Regions from separate parts of the Rattus norvegicus genome. Here region 1 is linked to region 2. Evidence: chromatin contacts called from public Hi-C data. All regions are on one chromosome and are shown on one strand. The core of a region is the stretch at or near the end of the contact, and the rest is flanking DNA. Distances in the headings are between cores, read along the strand shown.

Region 1 (5,565 bases), core at 1,872-4,371, 150 kb after region 2:
TCCTCCTTCGGCTTCCAGAATGCTGGGATTACAGGTGTGGGCCACCATGCTGAGTTCCCTAGCGCAGGCATATATGTTTTTGTTTTTGTTTTTTTTTTAAAATTTATTTATTCTATAAGTACACTTGTAGTTGTTTTCAGACACACCAGAAGAGGGCATCAGATCTCATTACAGATGGTTGTGAGCCACCATGTGGTTGCTGGGATTTGAACTCAGGACCTCTGGAAGAGCAGTCAGTGCTCTTAACCACTGAGCTATCTCTCCAGCCCCATGTTTTTTTTTCCTATTCCTATTTAAAAAAAATTTTTTTTTGTGTGTAGGCATATATGTGTGTTGGAGGCCCAAGGTTGATGTTAGGGATCATTCTTAGTCTCTCTTTTACCTTATTCACTGAGGGAGGTGTCTCAGCAGAACTCAAAGCTCACCAGTAGGGCTAGTTTCAACAGTCAGCTTGGTCTGGTGATCCTCTGTCTTTGCCTGTGGGACCTACCTAGCATTATGTGCGTTCTGGGGGTCTGAGCTCTGGTCTCCACACTTACATAGCAAGTACTTTAAGCACTGAGCCACCTCCTTCCAGCTAGCAGCACGTAATTGTTCTGACATAGTTCCTATGACTATTATACAACTGACACTTATTGGGTACCTTCTAGGACAGATCTAACCAGCGGGCGCTGGGAGGGAGAACCCTGATTGTATTTCAGACCTGGAGAGACAGGTGTGATTTTTACCTCCTACTTGTATTATTTCTTTAGAACACATGTTTGGGTTTGCCATCATGAACAATTGTCACTTCCATGAAAATGTATTTGTTTAGCATCAAATTATCTCTGATGATGCATGGAGTGGCTATGTATTAAGACGGCTGAACACACTTCAATTCTTCCTCCTGGGCAATTTGCAATCTGAAAGAGGTAATTACACAGGAATTCAAATGAAGTCATTTTAGTTTAAAAGGTCATTATTTAGCAAATGATTATGTAAACATATCAGTTAAATGTCTATATTCAGTAGGAATGCTGGAGCAGCACAATATATAAAATACCACAGTTACTTTGCATTAGGTTGAGATGAGAAAGTCGACACCTCTGTCCCTCTAGTTAAGTCTGGGAAACATTTATCTCTGGCACTGGTTAAAGGACGAGAAGCAGCGCAAAGATTTACAGAGAAGGAAGGAAAGGGGACTCCAAACTTACAGCAAAGACAGAAACAGAAGGAGGTATTTGGTCTCCTCTGGGGACTTGTTCCTTTACTCACTAGTTCCTTAGTCTTGGTGCTTAAGTGATTTACCTTCATTTCCACATTAGTAAAATGGGAGCGACAGTGATACAGTAACCTAGAAAATAAAATCAAAGCTGGTGCTGGCGCGCACCTTCAATCCCAGCATTCAGAGGGAAGTGGCAGGTGGATCTCTGTGAATCTAGGCCAGCCTGGCCTACAAAATGAGTTCCAGGATACTCAGGTCAATGTAGCAGCACCCTGATGCAAACCAAACCACACCACACCACACCACACCACACCACACCACACCACACCACACCAAAAAGCAGGAAAAAAAACCTTCATATAATGCATGGTATAACTCAAATTAAGCATGGTACAAACAATAGTGACCCTTAGTGTGAAGAGAAAATTTAGAAGGGAGGAAGACAAATATACTTGAAGTCTCTCATTCAGTTTTTGAACATCTAAGACCTGGAACTCATTCTAGGCAGAAAAGGGGACTTCACACAAAAAGAGCCTGAACTAAGTTTCTTCTCTTTGAGTTTTAGACATAATCTATATTCCCCGTTGTTTTCCACTATCACTTTCATTGTATTTGAGCATTTCCTTTTTCTCTGGTTCACCCATCTGACCACCGAAGGAGCAGAAAAGTATTTCCTGCTGAAAAGTATTTGGAAAGTGATAACATTCTCCTACCTCATTCCTCAGGTTTTCCAGATAAAGTGAAAATTTCGGATGTTCTGCTACCTGGGGCTCCAGTCCATTTGATGGCTGCCCATTTGCTGGCGGTACTGGTATTTTTCAGCTACTGTCTATACCAGTGTTAGAGCTTCGATTAGCTCTTGCTGGAATACTCCTACAGCCGCCTGATTCAGTCTGTTAGGGTTTGCAGCTCCTGGCGAGTTATTCTTACTCAACAAACCTTACCTCAGTTCAGTACTGTTGGTGAAAAGAACCTTAATGATTAAGCTGAAAAATCAATACACATTGTGTAAAACATTTTTAAGGAATTGAAGAGAGAGAAAGGCAGGGGGGAGGGAGGGAGAGAGAGAGAGAGACTGAGACACTAAAGGGCTTGGGCCAGCAGTCCAGGGAGAGTTTGTAACTCTAGCATTATCCTTAATTCACTGAAAGGAATTTGGCATGACCACACCCTATAGTGACTAGTCGGGTGGTTCTCACCCTGTGGGTTTCTAGCCTCTTGGGGGTCTCTCTCCTAAGACCATCGGAAAATATATTTTCATCACGGTTCATAGCAGTAGCAAACTTACAGTTACGAAGTAACAATGAAAATAACTTTATGGTTGGAGGTCACCACAACATGAGGAACTATATTAAAGGGGCGCAGCATGAGGAAGGTTGAAAACCGCTGCCTTAGTCCTCTAGGTCTCAGCTTCCTCACCTACAAAGCAAGGGTTAGACTTGATGCTATTTCTCTTACTGTAATTTCCCAACCTAAGACTCAGAGAATCTAACGTGAATAAAGTTCCTCCTAGAGGCTGGGACTGTAGGTCAGTGTCAGAGCGCCTGCCTAGACCTTGCCGGGACACAGGTTCAACCTCCGGGGAGGGGGAGAAGACCGGGGGTGGGGGGGAAGAAGACCTAGGCGACTTGACCCCCCAAGTCACTGGTTAAACAATTTGCTCTCTGGGTCCTGGCGGCAGGAACGGCCGCGGAGCCCCAAAGACGTTAACTTATGGATATGTATTCTGTGTTTCTTCACTCTCACGAACCTTGGGGACCAAAGGACCGCATGCATCTAAACTTCAAAATCTCGGCCTTAGGGGAGGACACGGAGAAAGGATCAGTCCTGCGCTTGCGCACTGTGGTTCTAGGGCTAAGGTCGTGCAGCCAGCCGGACCCTTTGCTGTTCATCAAATCCCGCGAGATCTCAAACTGACAGCCACGCAGGGGGCCACTGTATCCGGGCACCGGAAGCTGGATGAAGCCGGCAAAAAAGGAGGAAGTTTCAAGCCAGGGTGACCTGTGGGCGTCCTCGTCGAGCTCCCGGCGACACCGGCGGTATAGCTTGGGACGTAGACTAGGGGTTGCCCAGTAACAGGTGCTCTTCATTTTTTAAGAATTCTTAGGGTAAACAGCCTGAAGTTCGGATGCGATTGTGTTTGAGGTGCTTCAGATCTGAACATCTTTTGAGTACCTACTGTGTGCCACGCTTAGGGGTATACTTAAGTCGTGTTAAAAAGCCGACACGCCTTTTTAATCCCCTTGGTGCTGAGGATCTAGGAAGTCGCTTTGAAATTCTGGGCAGATTCCTAGTAATTTCTGTGAAAGTGGTTAGTAACAGGAGCTATAGAAGAAGGTTGGGTTTCTGAGGAAGGGAAGAGCCAGGTAGGAATTCTCACACGGTGGCATAGATGGCAGAGGGAAGGTCAGCAGAGTCCTTTGTGGCAGGATGGTTGGACAAAATAAGGATCAACACGAGGCGTATTTTATTAAAAGGTATCGGGGACGAGTTGTGCGACCTTGGAGAAGTCATTCACCCTGTTTATAGCGTCTGTGAAAAGACAAGGATGTTTGCAACTTCATAGCGGTAGAGGAGGGAGTTGTATTTAAGTAAGCTAATTAACACACCATTATTTTCTTCTGTATTGGAAATTGAACTCAAGACCATCTTCTCCTCCCTCCCCCAGGCATGCTGGGCCAAGTGGTTTTTACTACTGAGCTATTGCCAGTCTATTTTTTTCATTTTTATTTTGAGGCAGGTTCTCACTAATTTGCCAGGTTGGCCTTGAATTTGCCATCTGTACTCCACCCAATAACTGGGATTACAAATGTATGCTACTATGCCAGAGCAAGTAAACCCACTCACCCAGTTTTGGGGCCCCTAGAACATTCCAAGAGATAATCTGTGATGACCTCTCCAAGGTCCCACTTGGCTAGAAACAGAAATCGTTCTCTGCCCCTGTGAGTTCAGTGAGCCTCTCCTTACATTATGCGGCTACACAGACGTTTAAGGCATATTTTTATCATTGAACCAGACCTTTCTTTCAGTGGTATTTTGGAATGGTAGCATCAGTTAGAAACCCACTTTCATTTAACAGCAAATGGGATTTGCTGAGGTCAGCTCTGCCCCGATTGTGATGCCTCCTAATCCACTGATCTTCAGGTCTTGAATGTGATCTGTCTTATTCTAGAAGGAAAACCTGTGAATAAGTCAAGGTTTTTGTTTCTGTGGTGCTGGGTTCCAATCCCAGGCGATGCTGAGCGATTCGAGTGTGTTGATTATTGTGTTGTCGAGGGACACTGAAGTCATCATTAATTAATCAGTTGTGTTTGGCACGTGGAGAGTTCTGATTTCAAGCAGAAGTGGGGGCTTTGGTAGCATCCTTTTCAGGATGAGAAGCAGTGTTTAGGCAGACCTGGTGTATCCTCTTCATTTCTTTCTGTGGTACAGGATTAGCAGAGTGCTTTGCCACCACTGAGCTACATCCTAAGCTAAGCCTTAGATCTTTCTTTCTGTACATGTGATCTCCCGTGTAGTCTAGGCTGGCCCTCAGCTTGAGATCCCCATGCCTCAGCTTCTGGAATGCTGGGATTACAGGCATATATCACCATGCTGACTTTATTATACTGTGTTATGGTTTTTGTTTTTGTTTTTATTTGAGATAAGATCTCTCATACACCAGGCTGGCCTTGAATTTTGTTATGCAGCTGAGGCTGGCTTTGAACTCCGCCCTCTTGCCTCTACCTCTCAAGTTCTGGAGTACAGGTGGGAGGCATCACACTTGGCTCTGTTACGCATGTGTAGTAAGGCATAATGGTGAAAGTAGAGAACAGATAAGGAACTTCACTGTGTGATGCCTGACACTGATTGTCAACTTGACAGGATAGAGAATCACTGAGTAGACAAGCTTCATGGCATACCTTGAGGAATTGACTTCATTCTAAGTTAATTGAGGTGGAAAGACTCACCCCACGGTCGGGTGGTACGATTTCTTAGGTTTGGGCCCTGGGCTGAATAAAAAGGGCAAAGCTAGTTGAACACCAGCATTGGCTGTTCTGCGGTGTGGTGTGACTGGCTGCCCCAAGCACCTGGCATGACTTCCCCGTGACGACTGTACCCTTAAACCCTGAGCCAAAACCACCCATGTCTCCCTTAAGTTGCTCTTGTCAGGGTATTTTATTACAGCAACAGGAAAAGAAACTCAGGGGTTGGGGATTTAGCTCAGTGGTAGAGTGCTTGCCTAGCAAGCGCAAGGCCCTGAGTTCGGTCCCCAGCTCCGAAAAAAAGAGAAAAGAAAAAAAAAAAAAAAAAAAGGAAAAGAAACTCAGTTTGGCAACAGTGCTTTGAAAATTTAGCCATTACAGTACGGTTAATAACCA
Region 2 (5,350 bases), core at 1,118-3,617:
TAGTTTGTTTTTTTAAACATGAGCAAAAGTCCTTGTCAGGAGAAAAAAGTATGTGAAGCTAAATTATGCTGAAAAATTGTATGCATGTCAGGAAAAAAGAGAATTTTCAAATTTTTTTTGTATCCATCTATTCAATAACTTCAAACTTAGAACCCTTAGCATCAATATGACCAATAATGACAAATATTTGAAGTGAGGAAGTGTAGCTTGTCCAGGGCCATTCCCCCTATGACTTACATCTGTATCTTCCACTGTGAAGGATTTATTGTGCACTCTATAAAAACACATCTTTCTAACCCGCCACTTCTAATCTGGGGATACTTTTCAGGGAAACTGATTCCAGTGTTGAGCCACGAGGAATTAGAAATCTGCATTTTCAAGATGAGTAATATCTAAAAGTCGCATTCTTTCCATGGATACAAATTAGCAACAATTTACAGTAAAGCTGTCCACAGTGTTAGTAACAAATAAATACAAGAGTTTGTAGTGTACAGCCTGTGAACCGGGCATGTACTTAGCATCAGAACTTGCAGTTTCACAAACATCGTGACAGGAAGGATCGCAGCTTCATGTTTCTCACAGCTGTCAGAGATGTCACCAGGAGGGCTGGCATCACTGTAGCACTATGAACCGCCTTTACTCCTGCTAATTACACAATTCTGTGAATGCTACAGGAATATGCGGGCCTGACTTTCTCATCCCATTCCTCAGAAAACAAAACAAAGGCAGGAGGAGGCTGGCTGTTTACTTTAAGGGACAGGCTTACTAAAACTTCACAGGAATATCAAAAGCAGCCTGGCCAGTCCTGGGATTCAGAAGTGCCCCTCTAGGCCTAGCTGCAAAAGGGCAGCCTCGGCCTCCTCCTCCTCCTCTTTGGCTTCCTCCTCTCGAATCTGCACCAGTAACTGGAAGAGGTTGGGTGCAGGCCCTTCTGTAGCCCCAGTCAGCCACAACTGCCTTCGGAGGGCCCCGCTGTGGTTGGCCCCAGCGATGACCTGTTCCAGGCGAGCCTGGTTCACGTTATCTTTATCAATGGCCCCCTTGTCCACTACCTTTTGCAGCAGAGGCTCCAGACGGATAACGTAAGAAGATAACTTTTCTCCTGGGTTTTGGTAAGTGTTCAGAAATCTGACCTGTGCATCTCTAGAGCTCTCCACGCTCCCAAACACCTGCTCAAGAGCCTTCAGGCATTCTGCCGTGGTTATAGCAGGGTTGTTGGTCTTGAGGATGCGAATGACATCGGCAGCCGGGCCTCGCAAACTCTCCATCAACCGCCGTCTCTTTTCTATATCAGACACCTGCCATTCCTCTATGACTTCATTCGAGTGCTCCAGCCAGGAATCAAAGGTCTCCTCGCCAGGCCCGGGAATGTCCCTCCCGGAGAACAAAGTCAGCTTCTTATACCATATGGACTCAACAAGAGGTTGAATAACATTATCCAAAATATAGTTGAGCATCTCTGCTGGCATTTCCGGGCCTGGGGCTGGAGCAGGGTTCTGAAACCCAAGCACACGAGCAACATCTTGCACCGTCCACCCTTCCCTAGCTAGAAAGAGGTGCAGCCTTTCCAAAAACTCCGCGTCGGAAGTGGGGGGCTTAAACACTACTTTCCAGAGCCCTCCTTTGCCTGGCATCTCCCTGGGGATCAGGGAGTAATCCACCGTCCCAGTGAGCTCTAACAAGGCTGCTTTCGCATTTTCTTCCCTCCAGAACATTCTCCCCAGTACTCGATAGGATACCTGGGGCATCGCAGCTTGGAGGGTCTCTTCGATTTCGGTCTCATCACAGTTCACAGGGATCCCCCAGACCAACAGAGCTCTCTGAGAGTTCACATCCATTCCCCTGCACCAGTCTTCCAATAGTGTCATAGCCATTTCGCCCAACTATTAAGAGTGCCAGTTCTACAGACTGTGCTTGGACTGGCTCACGGTGCTGCTGTTGGGCTTAGGACAACATGCTCTCCTCCCCCGGTAGGCCAGGGGGCGACAAGCTTCAAGCAACCACAATTACCAAAAGACACCAGAGTTCCTTCTGGTCCCTTCCGGGTCCCAAGTCAGTGCCACGGGACACTCCGCCTATCACTCGAATGTCGCCCTTTTGGTCCGGGCAGGAGTGGACTGGCTGCGGCTGTGCCTTGCGTCACTGCTTTGAGAAGGGGAGGAAGGTGGGCTCAAGGCGGTTGGCTGCGGGCTGGAGATGACTGGGTGCGGTCGCGGGGCGTGGCAGCTCCTCCCACCTCTCCCTGGCCCGCGGGCGGCCGAGGGTTACTCGAGGCCGTGGCTCAGCTACACCGAGAGAGGCGGCACTCGAAGCACCGGGGACTGAGGCGGCAGGAAGCGCGAAGGAGGGAGGAACCGGGCTGGAGGCAGCTCTGCTCAGCGCTTATGGCCGCGCGCTCCAGCAACGGCCTCCGTGCAGCTGCACTGGAGGGCGGAACCGGTCCGCTCGCCTCCCCCAGTGTCACCGTGACAACTGTGTCCATGACGACGCGAGATGCGCGGGCTCCAGAGGATCTGGCGGTTGCTATGGTGCCAAGAAGGGGTTTGAGTAGTCTATTCTATGATGGTGCATTTCTTTTTACCCCTCCCCCATACTCGTACTTCCCAGATTCCTCCTTAACAATATTGCTAAGCATGTTTTGTTTTATTTAATTTTGCTGTGGATTTAAGTTGGCCTTATTGATACGCATCTACCACGACGGACTTGTCTCATATCCATTCTATGCATTCACTCTGCTGTGAAAACACTAAATCTGACTTCCGTGAACCACCAGATTACAGTCTGCAGCTTCTCCGTTCCTCCCCATAAGACTAGAAAAGAGGATTCCACCTACTGGTTCCTTTGAGTGTCTGACTTGGCTTTCTTGTCCAAAATTTGTGTGTGTGTGTGTGTGTGTGTGTGTGTGTGTGTGTGTGTGTGTCAAAACCTAAAGTTTGTGTGTGTGTGCACACCCTCCCCCCCACCGGATTACTTCTCTTTGTAGCCAAGCAAACTTCTTGTCCTTACTGAGTATACAGGATAGCAAAACAGACCGCTTAAGGCTCAGAAAGGGAGAAGTTCCCTATCAGTCAGTCCCAGCTGGCAAAAACACCCCTATAAGAACATGGCATTCAACAATGACTTTTTTAAAACCTTATTTAATAAAAGGTCTTAAGATACAGAACATTCAAAAGTAAATAAGTTACATGGGTACATTACAATCACATCCGCAAGATTCTCTTTAGTGTATTAATTTTTTTTATAAAAAGCACACAAAAAATAAAATTTTCGGTCTGGTCTATCACAACTGTACACAAAGAGGTAATATTTATATATATGTACACTATTTAATATGTAACAGTCTTTTTTAAAAAGAGTGCCACAGGCAACAAACACATGAAAGGCAGTGTCTGACCATTTTGTTTCAAAATAAAAGGAATATACTTACTTTATGCTATTAAAATATCTGTACAATAATTACAGTCAAGGCTGTTTCTGTGCTGTCCTCTCCAACAAGGCCTTTAATTTAAGAGACAAATGAAGAAGAGCTCTAACAGCTGCAAATTTTTTTTTTGAGGAAACAAACACAGCCAAATGTGGGTTAGACACAACTGTTTTTTTTATAAAAATATGCATACTTCCTGTAAAAACCTAAGGGTTTAGGCTTTGCCAGTCTAGTAATAAATAACAACCCAGAAAAGTGAGCCCCAATAAAAACACTTAAACAGCTGAGGCTGGAGTATGTGTTGTACTCTTCCCCTCCATCTTTAACATCTGGCACATGAGAAGAAAGAGGTTAGGTGACTGAGGCAGTTAAATATAGGCAATCCCTTTAGACATCATCGGCACAGGGCCCTGTGCCAAGGTTGGAGGTGAAGCGGCAGAACGGTGGTGGGCATGTACCTTAGCTATGAGGGGCTGCTGAAGGCTTGGAGGGCAGCAGTAAGGGCACTGACTCCTTAGATGGGCAAGAGACCTCAGAAACGGTGGAGAACACAGGCACTATGTCAGTTCACGCCCTCTCTGAGCGCAGGTGGACACTGGGAGACAGGCAGGGTGACACGGTATAGGGCTGCTACTGTAAAAGAGGGAGCTCTGAACAGAAAAAGAACAACAAAAGCCAAGCCCAGTGTGTTCATGGGAGAAAGCACCAGTAAGGATGCGCCTGTATCAGCCTCCTGCCACACGTGCATCTCCCCTTTGAAATGGTTCAGCCTCCACACGTGCACGACGGAGCATGGGCCCCTGTAAATCACTGGTGGATCACTACCTAAAGGTAACATCTTGATCTTTTTTTTCCTGGCTACCTTCATCTGGTCTCTGTGAACTTAGAAAAGCAGACTTGGTTTCTTTAAATTAAGATTTCTAAGGATTAGTTGGTACCACCGTACAGAGGAGTCTCAGGTGGCTGAAGATTTCTGATATCACCTGTCCACCAAGGGGCCTGAGCCAAGTATGGTTTAATGGAAAAGAATCTTGGGAAACCTAAGTGGCACTTTGGGGCTAAGCTGTGAAGGCACTCGCTATACAAGTGGTTTAGAAGAGATCCTAAACTTGTTGCCCTTCTACTTCTGAGGGGACCAGATTTTTGTAATCTCGGGACTTTGAGTTTATAGAAGCCTGTGAAGGAAACAAGCAGGGAAACTGAAGGTTAAGTAATTGTTCAGGTATCTAGGGGGACTTTTTTGTTATTTCCATAGGCAGCTCTCATAGAACCATACTCATGCGTAAATGAATGTTAAGAAACACCCAATAGTCCGTAGCTCAAAGACAAAAAACCCCATCTCTATCTCCAGTTCCCAACAGGGCTGTAGACTATTGCCTAGGGAATGGTGAAGGAATCCTTTATAGCTCTTACTAACACCCTGAACAGTCCGACACACATTCACTTAGACTTCCTTCTGTACAACTAAAGTTAAGTGGTCATATCAGAAAAGTAACTTTAAGTCTCCTGTGGAACTGGAAAGTGAAGGGGCCTCTAGAACATTCTGACCCTTCAGTAATTCCATGCCAAATATGGTTTCTTCAAGCCAGATTCCAGGCTGATAAATAAAACTAGAATTCTGGCCTCTTGCCAACTCCCTCCAGCACTTGAGAGTACAGAAAGGGCAGGACTGAGCCCTGCCTTTGATCTCACCCACATCTGCTAGTTTCCTGTGACTGAGAACACTCCCAACTTCCCAGTTCCGTCAGTTTTTATCACTCCTGCACCTAAGAGTCACAAAGTAAGGGACCCCAGGGCCTTGGAACTGGGGGAGGATTTGGAGATGCCAAGAAGGTGCCTTATTTTGGGATAAATGCACTTGGACCTCTGGAAAGCAAGAGGCCCCTGGTCCCTGAGGATGTTAAAAATTAAATATTAAGAAATAAA

The links. Hi-C and Micro-C count contacts between places; a contact is called where the count stands out from the background.
Region 1: a Hi-C map of liver shows a contact between it and region 2, with 2.4 times the contacts expected there. The contact joins the promoter of Ptgr2 here to the promoter of Pnma1 in region 2. A contact is called at or near these places in 2 of 12 Hi-C or Micro-C datasets (both in liver) and 1 of 1 datasets of contacts at active chromatin or transcription factors (oligodendrocytes).

The regions. Positions count from the first base shown.
Region 1 is chr6:109,659,377-109,664,941 of GRCr8, forward strand. Ptgr2 (prostaglandin reductase 2) reads left to right here and starts at 3,122. Exons shown (of 10, transcript NM_001399426.1): 1 at 3,122-3,283.
Region 2 is chr6:109,512,800-109,518,149 of GRCr8, forward strand. Pnma1 (PNMA family member 1) reads right to left here and starts at 2,368. Exons shown (of 1, transcript NM_130820.2): 1 at 583-2,368. The coding sequence starts at 1,874. The coding sequence ends at 813. It also overlaps a transcript of Dnal1 not described here.